Linked DNA regions of Mus musculus: region 2 is linked to region 1. Evidence: chromatin contacts called from public HiChIP or PLAC-seq data. All regions are on one chromosome and are shown on one strand. The core of a region is the stretch at or near the end of the contact, and the rest is flanking DNA. Distances in the headings are between cores, read along the strand shown. Region 1 holds the start of Tifab (TRAF-interacting protein with forkhead-associated domain, family member B). Region 2 holds the start of Klhl3 (kelch-like 3).

What was found. HiChIP or PLAC-seq counts read pairs in DNA pulled down with a chosen protein or histone mark.
Region 2: a contact with region 1 is called in an H3K27ac HiChIP or PLAC-seq map of large pre-B cells, with 6 times the contacts expected there. The contact joins the promoter of Klhl3 here to the promoter of Tifab in region 1.

What each region holds. Positions count from the first base shown.
Region 1 is chr13:56,177,170-56,181,312 of GRCm38.p6, forward strand. It overlaps Tifab (TRAF-interacting protein with forkhead-associated domain, family member B), which reads right to left and starts at 1,716. Exons shown (of 3, transcript NM_001168615.1): 1 at 1,378-1,716. Gm31657 (a long non-coding RNA gene) reads left to right here. Exons shown (of 8, transcript XR_382472.1): 3 at 2,885-3,070; 4 at 3,982-4,088.
Region 2 is chr13:58,111,949-58,116,091 of GRCm38.p6, forward strand. It overlaps Klhl3 (kelch-like 3), which reads right to left and starts at 1,699. Exons shown (of 15, transcript NM_001362415.2): 1 at 1,194-1,699. The coding sequence starts at 1,207. It overlaps Gm33389 (a long non-coding RNA gene), which reads left to right. Exons shown (of 5, transcript XR_003950588.1): 5 at 169-1,022. Gm52040 (a long non-coding RNA gene) reads left to right here and starts at 1,752. Exons shown (of 3, transcript XR_003950589.1): 1 at 1,752-1,819; 2 at 3,115-3,212; 3 at 3,410-4,143.

The sequences.
Region 1 (4,143 bases), core at 466-2,965:
CCCCATGGAAGTAAAAACATCGAGCACCTTCTTGGGGGTGCTTCCAGCGAGCCCAGCACTTGGTTCAGGGGCCCCAACACCAGGTTCAGGGCTTGCCTTTCCTGAACATCTGGGCCACGGTAGCTCCTGGTGGAGACAGTGGACAGAAGGAAAATCTGGCTCACTGAAGACCCTCAGGAGCACCAGTAAATCCACACAAGGTCCTACAGCTCCACCTCCAGGAACTTGTCCTTCAGTGTCCAAGGGGCATGTGGGAAGGCCCCATCCAGGGTCTGCTTGGTCCCTGCCTGGCTTTAAAGAGTAGACACGGTCATATCTACACGCCCCACACCACCTAGGATTTATTGCCACTTTTAGCAAGAACCAAGGGCCGAGTGAGGTTCCACAGTAATTATATTCTTTCTCTAGCACTTGGCTTTGGTCTGCAATATATATATATTTTCTGCTAAGAAGACATGTTCTATCTTAAACTCTGTGGGGAAAACATTGCTCATCTTTCAGGGCCTGGTTCAAATGCTTTCTTCCCTGAGGAAAGTGACCTTGTCTCTGTCCTGTGACATCAACCACAAGGACACCTGGCCAACCCCTAACTTTTCATGTTTGCATTCCCCCAACTCCCAGGCTCCCAGAGTTCCACAGGCTCTTGTCTTCCTCAAGCTCCACTTCTGTCTCCCAGGCATAGGGTATGACCCACCCTGTAGTCCCTATAGCACCAGACCACAGAAAATGTCTGGAGGCATACCTGCTAAAAAAAAAATAGGTAAGGATATACCCACATACAGAAGTCATCTCTCAGCCCAATGAAAATGGGAGCCTAGTTCTTGAAGGCTGTGGGATAGGGAGCCTGTGCTAGTTTGCCAGGCTTTTGCGCTGTTGTTTTTTGAAGGTAGTATATCAATGGGGATATAGTTGGTAGTGGGGCCTTGTCCCCCCATTCCCCCGAGGATACCCTTTCCCCAGCAGACAGATGGATACACCTCAGGCTACTGCCTTCTGACCCTGAAGACCATTTCTTCCTGAGGCAGGATTCAGGTTGAGCCCAGGATGGAGGGCTGGGCACCAGTGCCCTTGGACTTGGTGAGAGTACAGAGTTCATCCTTTACAAAGTCAGTGTCATGGCCCAATGATATTGAAAGTAAACGTGGCCCTGTGGGATCTCTCTCTGAGTGCCGAGCAGTCATGTCTGATGGAAGCAGCACTCCTGCAGAGGCAGACTTGTTTGTCTTGGATCCCAGTTGATTGGGGAGAACAGAAACCCAAACCTCTTAATAGTTACCATGGCTGCTGACAAATGGAAAGGTGCTGGCTCTGGCCAGGGTTCCTCTCCTAGCCTCACCAGCCTCCCTGGGGGTCCTGGTCCCCACGACCTTCACCTACCTTACCTCCGGGGTACACCTGGCACTAACTCTGCAGCTGTGTGATCAGGCAGGACCTGGGCTGGAGGAAGACCTGGGCAGGCAAGCGCGTCCGTGGTTCGGGCGTGCACTGTGTCAGAGAGCACGTCAGCTCTGCCGCTCTTCCTTTTTCCTCTAGGAATGAAATTGAAGTATTATTTTCTCTTGCAGAAGTGGAACCGCTTGCTTGAGTTGTGAAACGGGTGCCTCTCTAGGAGGGGCCTCCGGATGGTACGCTTTCCTGGGTCTCGGTGCTCCAGCCTCTATTATTTCAGCCTCAGAGACCACAGAGTATCAGCTTCTTCTGTCCTCTGAGGGCAGAGAGCTGCTGACAGGGAGTTCCTGGGTTATGAGGTTCCTTCCAACTGTCTGGGGTTGGTCAAGGAAGCCGTACGTAATGGAGGATCTCTAGGGAGTCTCAGAAGAGACTGAGACACAGGGGAAGGGAGCCTGTGGGCACTCATGGGAAGGAACAGGAGCATGTGGGTACTCATGGGAGGGGACAGGAGAGCATGAACACTCATGGGAAGGGACAGTAGTGCATGGGCACTCATGGGAATAGGCCTCATTTATTGCATGCAGAAGGCCACCTGCTGACTTTGTCCCATTTCTCTCCTTAAAATGACATTTAAGATACTGTACTTCTGAATTAACCTGCTTGGCATAAGACAGACCTTGGATGAGATCTCCGGAGTACAATTGCCTACCTTTTTTTTTTTTTTTTTAGTTTTTATTTATTTATTTATTTATTTATTTATTTATTTATTTATTATTGTATGTAAGAACACTGTAGCTGACTTCAGACACACCAGAAGAGGGTGTCAAATCTCATTATGGGTGGCTGTGAGCCACCATGTGGTTGCTGGGAATTGAACTCAGGACCTTCCGAAGAGCAGTTGGTGCTCTTAACCACTGAGTCATCTCTCCAGCCTCCTACCTTCTTTATTTTCTGATCCCATTGCCTTTTTTTCCCTCAGGATCCTGTCACTGAAGAGTGACTTGCTGGCCCAGCTCAATGAAACAATGATGACATCTTAAGATGGGCTTCATTGTATATATTCTATATGTATTTAAAATACATAAACACTTATGTATGTATTATTAAAGCCAATCTAGGTGGAATGGTTACATATAGTTACAGAGTTTCAAATTCCTTTCCATTGTCCAGGATGCAAGGACATAAACTGCTGCTAGACATAATAATGTAAGGACACGTGCTCTGATTTCATGTATAATCGCTAAAAGAATAATAATGTCTCTGTAATATCAAGCTAATAGATGGAGAATGGGACAAAAAGCAGTTTCAATGAAGGCTGTGTGTGCTTAGAAAGGCCAGCAGAATAAGGAGGACACATACGCAGGTGGAACAAGGATAGCCCAATCCTGGCCTACAGTTGGGTTGGGTAGAACGAGAGAGGGGACCATCATGCATTGCTTTCCCTGAGCAGAGACTCACTCATTCCAGAGGTTCTCCCGCTGTCTGCTTTCAGGAGGATTTGCTGATGTGCTGAGTCCTCCAGCACAGTGCCTTCGAGGCTCAGAGGCTGCTTGCTCTTCAGGGGAGCTCGGAGACCCAGCTATTCCCCAGTCTACCCTAGAGTCAGTGATTTCATCACTGACTCCAAAGCTCAGAGGTGACTTACCAGGGTCACATAATCAATCTCCGGCACAACCAGGTGAGGACCCCGGTGGACTGATCCCCAGTCCCCAAGGCCTGCCCATAGTGGAATTCCTTGTTTGCTGGGCCACAGAGTCCCTCTAGGCCATGCTTTGGGGATAGTCTTCTGGGTCTGGGATGAGGGGAGTTCTTACTCTGTCATCAATGATTCGGGCTAGGTGGGAATGAGCCAGGCTGCCTCTCAGAGCCACTGATGGCTGGGAACAGGGTGCTTTTAAGAGGCATTTAGCTCAATGGATGGATGGATGTGGCTTTAGAACCTCCACCTGCCCTTTCTGCACCCTTCCCCCACCACCTGTGCCCAGGTCCTCCTGGCATTGAAAGAGGAGGAGTAAAACAGGGTGACAATAGTAGCCCAAGAAGTGGCTCCAGCCCAAGGAGTAGCTCCAAGGATGTTGCAGGCTTACTGATGGCCTGGGAGGATGAAAAGCCATGTGTAGGTTGAACAGCTGGATAGGACCTCAGGCTCATTGCCAGTGCTGTATCCTACTCCATGAAAACAGCCACTGTTAGCATTTCTTCTAGGCTCTGCCTCACAGTTACCTGGCAACAGCCAGGTGTGCCTGACTCACTATAAAAGGGGCTGTTTGCCCCCTCCTCTCTTGCTCTCTTCCCTCTGTCCCCTCTCTCCCCATTTCCCTCCCCTCCCCTCTTCACATGTTCATGGCTGGTCTCTATTCCTCTTCTCTCTCTCTCTCTCTCTCTCTCTCTGCCCCCCCCTTTCTCTGCCTCTACTACCCCCTCAACTCCCCTCCCCATGCCCTAAATAAACTCTATTCCATACTCTATGGATGGTACCTTAGGGGGAAGGGATGCCTCACATAGGTCTGCAGGCACCCCTCCCACCTCACCATACCTCACTCTACCAAACATATCCCTGGCTTCTTTTTCTTTTATAAAACACAAAAGCCACAACCTCAGATGGATGGATGGATGGATGGATGGATGGATGGATGAGTCAAAGCCCAAGAGCCACAGTGAGGTGCCTCAGGGACTGACTGCATACACAGAGCTGGGTGAGTCTGTTGCACAGAAGGGCACGTCTTCTGAGTCTTTGCCTACACAGGTCTC
Region 2 (4,143 bases), core at 449-2,948, 1.9 Mb after region 1:
GGGGGTACCATCACAACATGAGGACGGGTATTAAATGGTCTCAGCGTTAGGAAGGTTGAGAGTCACTGTCCTAGACTCTTCTTGTGAGTGGGACTACAGAACGCACTGGCTTCTTAAGCTTTTCTCAGACAGAGGAGTGAAATGGATCACACCTGTTCTCTCTCACAGGGGCCCGACTCAGGACAAGCTGTGCACACTTTAAAGTAGTCTGCAACCTCACGGGTTTAGAGGAGCCCGTTCCCGTGAAACCAGCAACTCACAACTTAGAGGGGAAGCCTTCTTGCCTCTCCCTGTGATCCTCTCTCCTCAAGGAAAATGGTAAAGCCCGTCCCTCGGTGCCAACCCACGGATGAGGAGGTGGTGGCACGAAGACTTCTGCTCCATAGTCTGCCAAACTTGGCCCTGCACAGAACACCTTCACAATAGGAAGACCAGCTCCTCGGATAAATGAAAACTGTCTGTGCTCCTGCCTGCCGGGAGACAAACCCTGGCCAGCCTGTTCCTGCTCAACCCGAGTACTGAAATGCCTCCAGTTGGTTCCTATTTCATTAAAAGTCCATGAAGGGAGAAACAAGAGCTCCTGGAAGACACAGACCGTGCAGCATCTCTCAAACTTTTTGATACAGGCGAGACGGGTTGTGAGCAAATGTCACCTAACTGGGTTTCTCCCTTACCTACGCCAGTGCAGAAGCCAGTGTCCACCAACATACACACAACAGACCCGGGTTAGGTAGGAAAGCCAGCCACTTGGCATGGTTCTCGAAAATTCAACCACCTCAGTATGAACGAGGCTAGTGCCCTCTCCCAGGTCAGCTCTGCAGTGCCATCAAATCCCCCCACCAAAGACAGACACTGTGAGGACCAGGAACGCCTCCCTGAAAAGGGCAATCCCGGTTCAAGACGGGACTATTCCCAACACAGGCCAGGAAGTTCCGTCTTTCCGTGTGCTCCACTGCCCAGCAAACCCAGATTTCCCTTGGCAAGAGCCGGGTCTCTGGAGCTTTGAGCTCTGGAAGAGGAAGGTTTCCAAAGAGACTTTTCTGCCCTCGCTCTGCTTTGGGGTTCTGCAGTTGCCAGGATCTGCAAACCTGCCTAGCTGGTGCAAACAAATGGTGGTTACACCTTACGCTCGCTCGCTCGCTCGTGTTTTCTTACACATGCATACTGCACTCACCACACTTACACATACGTACCTTTCGCCCTCCATTGTGGGAGGCCCGGCAGGGTTAGTAGTCATCAAACTGTGCATGCACCCGGGAACTGGCGCTGCTCGCTGGGTTCTCCCAGCAGACCCGTGAGGGACCCTGATCAGCAACCGTGATTCAGCATGGCTGCAACTGAGACCTCCTCCCTCCCAATCCTCCTTCCTCTTGACTTACTCGCGGCAGGCTTCTACCGCAAAAGCGACGGTGCTAGAAAATGTCTTACCCAGAGCTCCCTGCAGCCCTTTCAGCTGCTAAAAGCAGCAACCCACTCGCTTCCCCTCCCCCGCAGGCTGGCTTCTCCTCTGTCTCCTAGAAACAGCCACAGCTTCGGCGGCGGCGGCGGCGACCCAAGGGCTGTGCCACCTTTCCAGCTGTTTCCACATCTGCTCAGGCATCCCCAGCCCTAGCGACTAGCCCACCCCACAGTCTCCTGCCTCCTAGGCTGCACTACAGCGGATCAGAGGGATCCTCTCTAACGCTAACAGAGAAAAACTGACCCCTCCTTCTCTCCTCCTCCTCCTAAGCTGTGAGTCTGTGGGCCTGGCCAGATTGCTGGAATGAGGAGGCCCCTCTGTGGCCTGCAATGGAGTTTACCCACCTGGGAAAATTCACTTGTGAGTAACGTCAGCGCTGCCGGATTCCCCCTCCCCGAGCCCACGGTAGTTCTGAGATGCGACATTAAGACAAGTGGGTTGGAATGTGTGGGTGTCACAGAACTGAAATGAATAAGAAGAATTAGACATGGGAGCCAGGGCCAGATGCGTTATGTGCGGAGAGAGGGGGAGGTGCAACTGAAACAAACCCCCAGTATTACAAAATGCCAAAGACCATTGCAGTGATCACCACAAAAACACCACAACAGAACCGCTTTCTAAGGTCTGCCATACTGAACCTTATGCAAGCTGTGGCTCCAACTCAAAACGTCTACTACTGAGCCCCCATCTCCCAGCCAAAGCCCCTGTGCCCTGTAACCTCTAGATGTTGGTCCTACCTGGAATGGCTCCTCTAACCCTGATCCTTGAGTCTTTATGGAAGTGCAGTAAGTCACAGGTCTTCTGAAACCTTCCCCAAATCACACCAGTGACAGCGGGTAGCCTCCAACATAAACTTCAAAGGGTATTGCCCTTATTGCTCACCTCCCCCTAACTGAGTGTCCGGGGGAGTTTGTTTTTTTGGTTTTTTTGTTTGTTTGTTGTTTTTGTTTTTTTTTTTAAGATTTATTTATTTATTATATGTAAGTACACTGTAGCTGTCTTCAGACACACCAGAAGAGGGAGTCAGATCTCGTTGAGGATGGTTGTGAGCCACCATGTGGTTGCTGGGATTTGAACTCAGGACCTTCGGAAGAGCAGTCGGGTGCTCTTACCTGCTGAGCCATCTCACCAGCCCTGTTTTTTGTTTTTTAACATGCCTTGTTTCTCGAGCTTAAAGACAATCTTGTGGAAAGCCGACCGGAAGCTAAGTTTGTGTCTTCTAGAACTAACCAGGGCTTAGAGATAATTGGGTCCATTAGTGGTGAAAATTTTCTCAGAAGCTTCCCCAATCAGGAAAGGAAAAGCCAGAAACGAGTACCCATCCATCCCTGCTTTAGGACTCCTCACCAACCAATACACCCGGCCTCTCTGGAGGCTCAGAGCAGCACTGGCTGAGTGGGCTTCTGCTGGGTAGCCTATGACCTCACACTCAATCCTTCATTCCCAGGACACTCTCTAAAGTCTCTGTCAATTCTACTAATTGCGAGTTTACAAAAGTTGCAAAGGTCCCGCTTTCCTTCTTGGTATGCCCTAGCCATCTGCCTAGTGGTGCCACTTTCCTGGACTCTCGCGTCTGTGGGAACCTCAGGAGGATATAAAGTGCACGTGTTGCTTGTACAGTTCGGGCCCGCTAAGTTTCTTCAGTTGTTTCGCAGAGTTCAAGCCATCAAGCTAAAGGAGGAACACAGGTCTAGACGCAGCAGGTGTCGATAACTTGGACGTGACAGAACACTCTGACCCCGAACCAGCTGAGGTGTGAGTCTCAAGGTTTATCTCCCCAGACACACCAGTGTCCCCTTAGCTGGGACCACAACCCAGAGTCGTTCTCCATCCGAGAAGAGCACTCACACCCAGCAGCTCCGTGTCTTCGCTTGTTCACAGTCAACCCCTCCTCTCTCTCTCCCGCCTCTTCCCTCCCTCCCTCTAATCAGCTTCGTGCTTCTGTTCCAGATATTTCCTCTGGACATCAGTCATGGGGACCACAAGAGGCTGAGCATCGCAAATAAGGAAGTGGAATCCCAGAATCCGTGCCAGAGTGCAGGCAGGTCACTGGGGTAGGCAGGCGGCTGGGTGAGTCACAGGAGGGATATAAAACTGACTTCCCTTTGTGGGTGCCTTCATTCACGTCTTCGCCAGACAGGAAAGGGGGGAGGAAAAATCTCTGAGAAGGAAATCCTTAAGGACGGAATATACTCACGCTTCAAAATGAATGACTAGAGCCAACATAAAGCCTCAGGTGGTCCCCTTGCAATCTACCTTTGCCATACGTGACAAACCAGATGTCAGCCAGATGTGTCGGATCACACCCACTCGTCACACCACCCATTCTCCATGAGGCGGAAGGGAGATGGCCATCCAGGAAAACCATCCACCAGAACTAAGGGTAGCAGAGCCAATGGCCCTTCTCTATGCTACTGGAATATTTTTCTGGTCTCTGCTACATTTAACATCTCCTACCTGTTATCCAAGCATACTGTGGGCCAAAGTCTGACCTGTTCAGTATAGGCTAGTGCTCCTGACTGTACTTCTGTCCCAAGAGGGGCTGCTTGGGGTTCTAGTGGACAGACGCAAAAGGACCAAAGTGGTTCCTGCCTGGAGGAAAGTCCCCATCCTTGACCTGTTCTGAATCTATGTCAAAGCCCGCTCCCCACTCCGCAGGTTCTTCCCAATGCCTTGAGCGACCT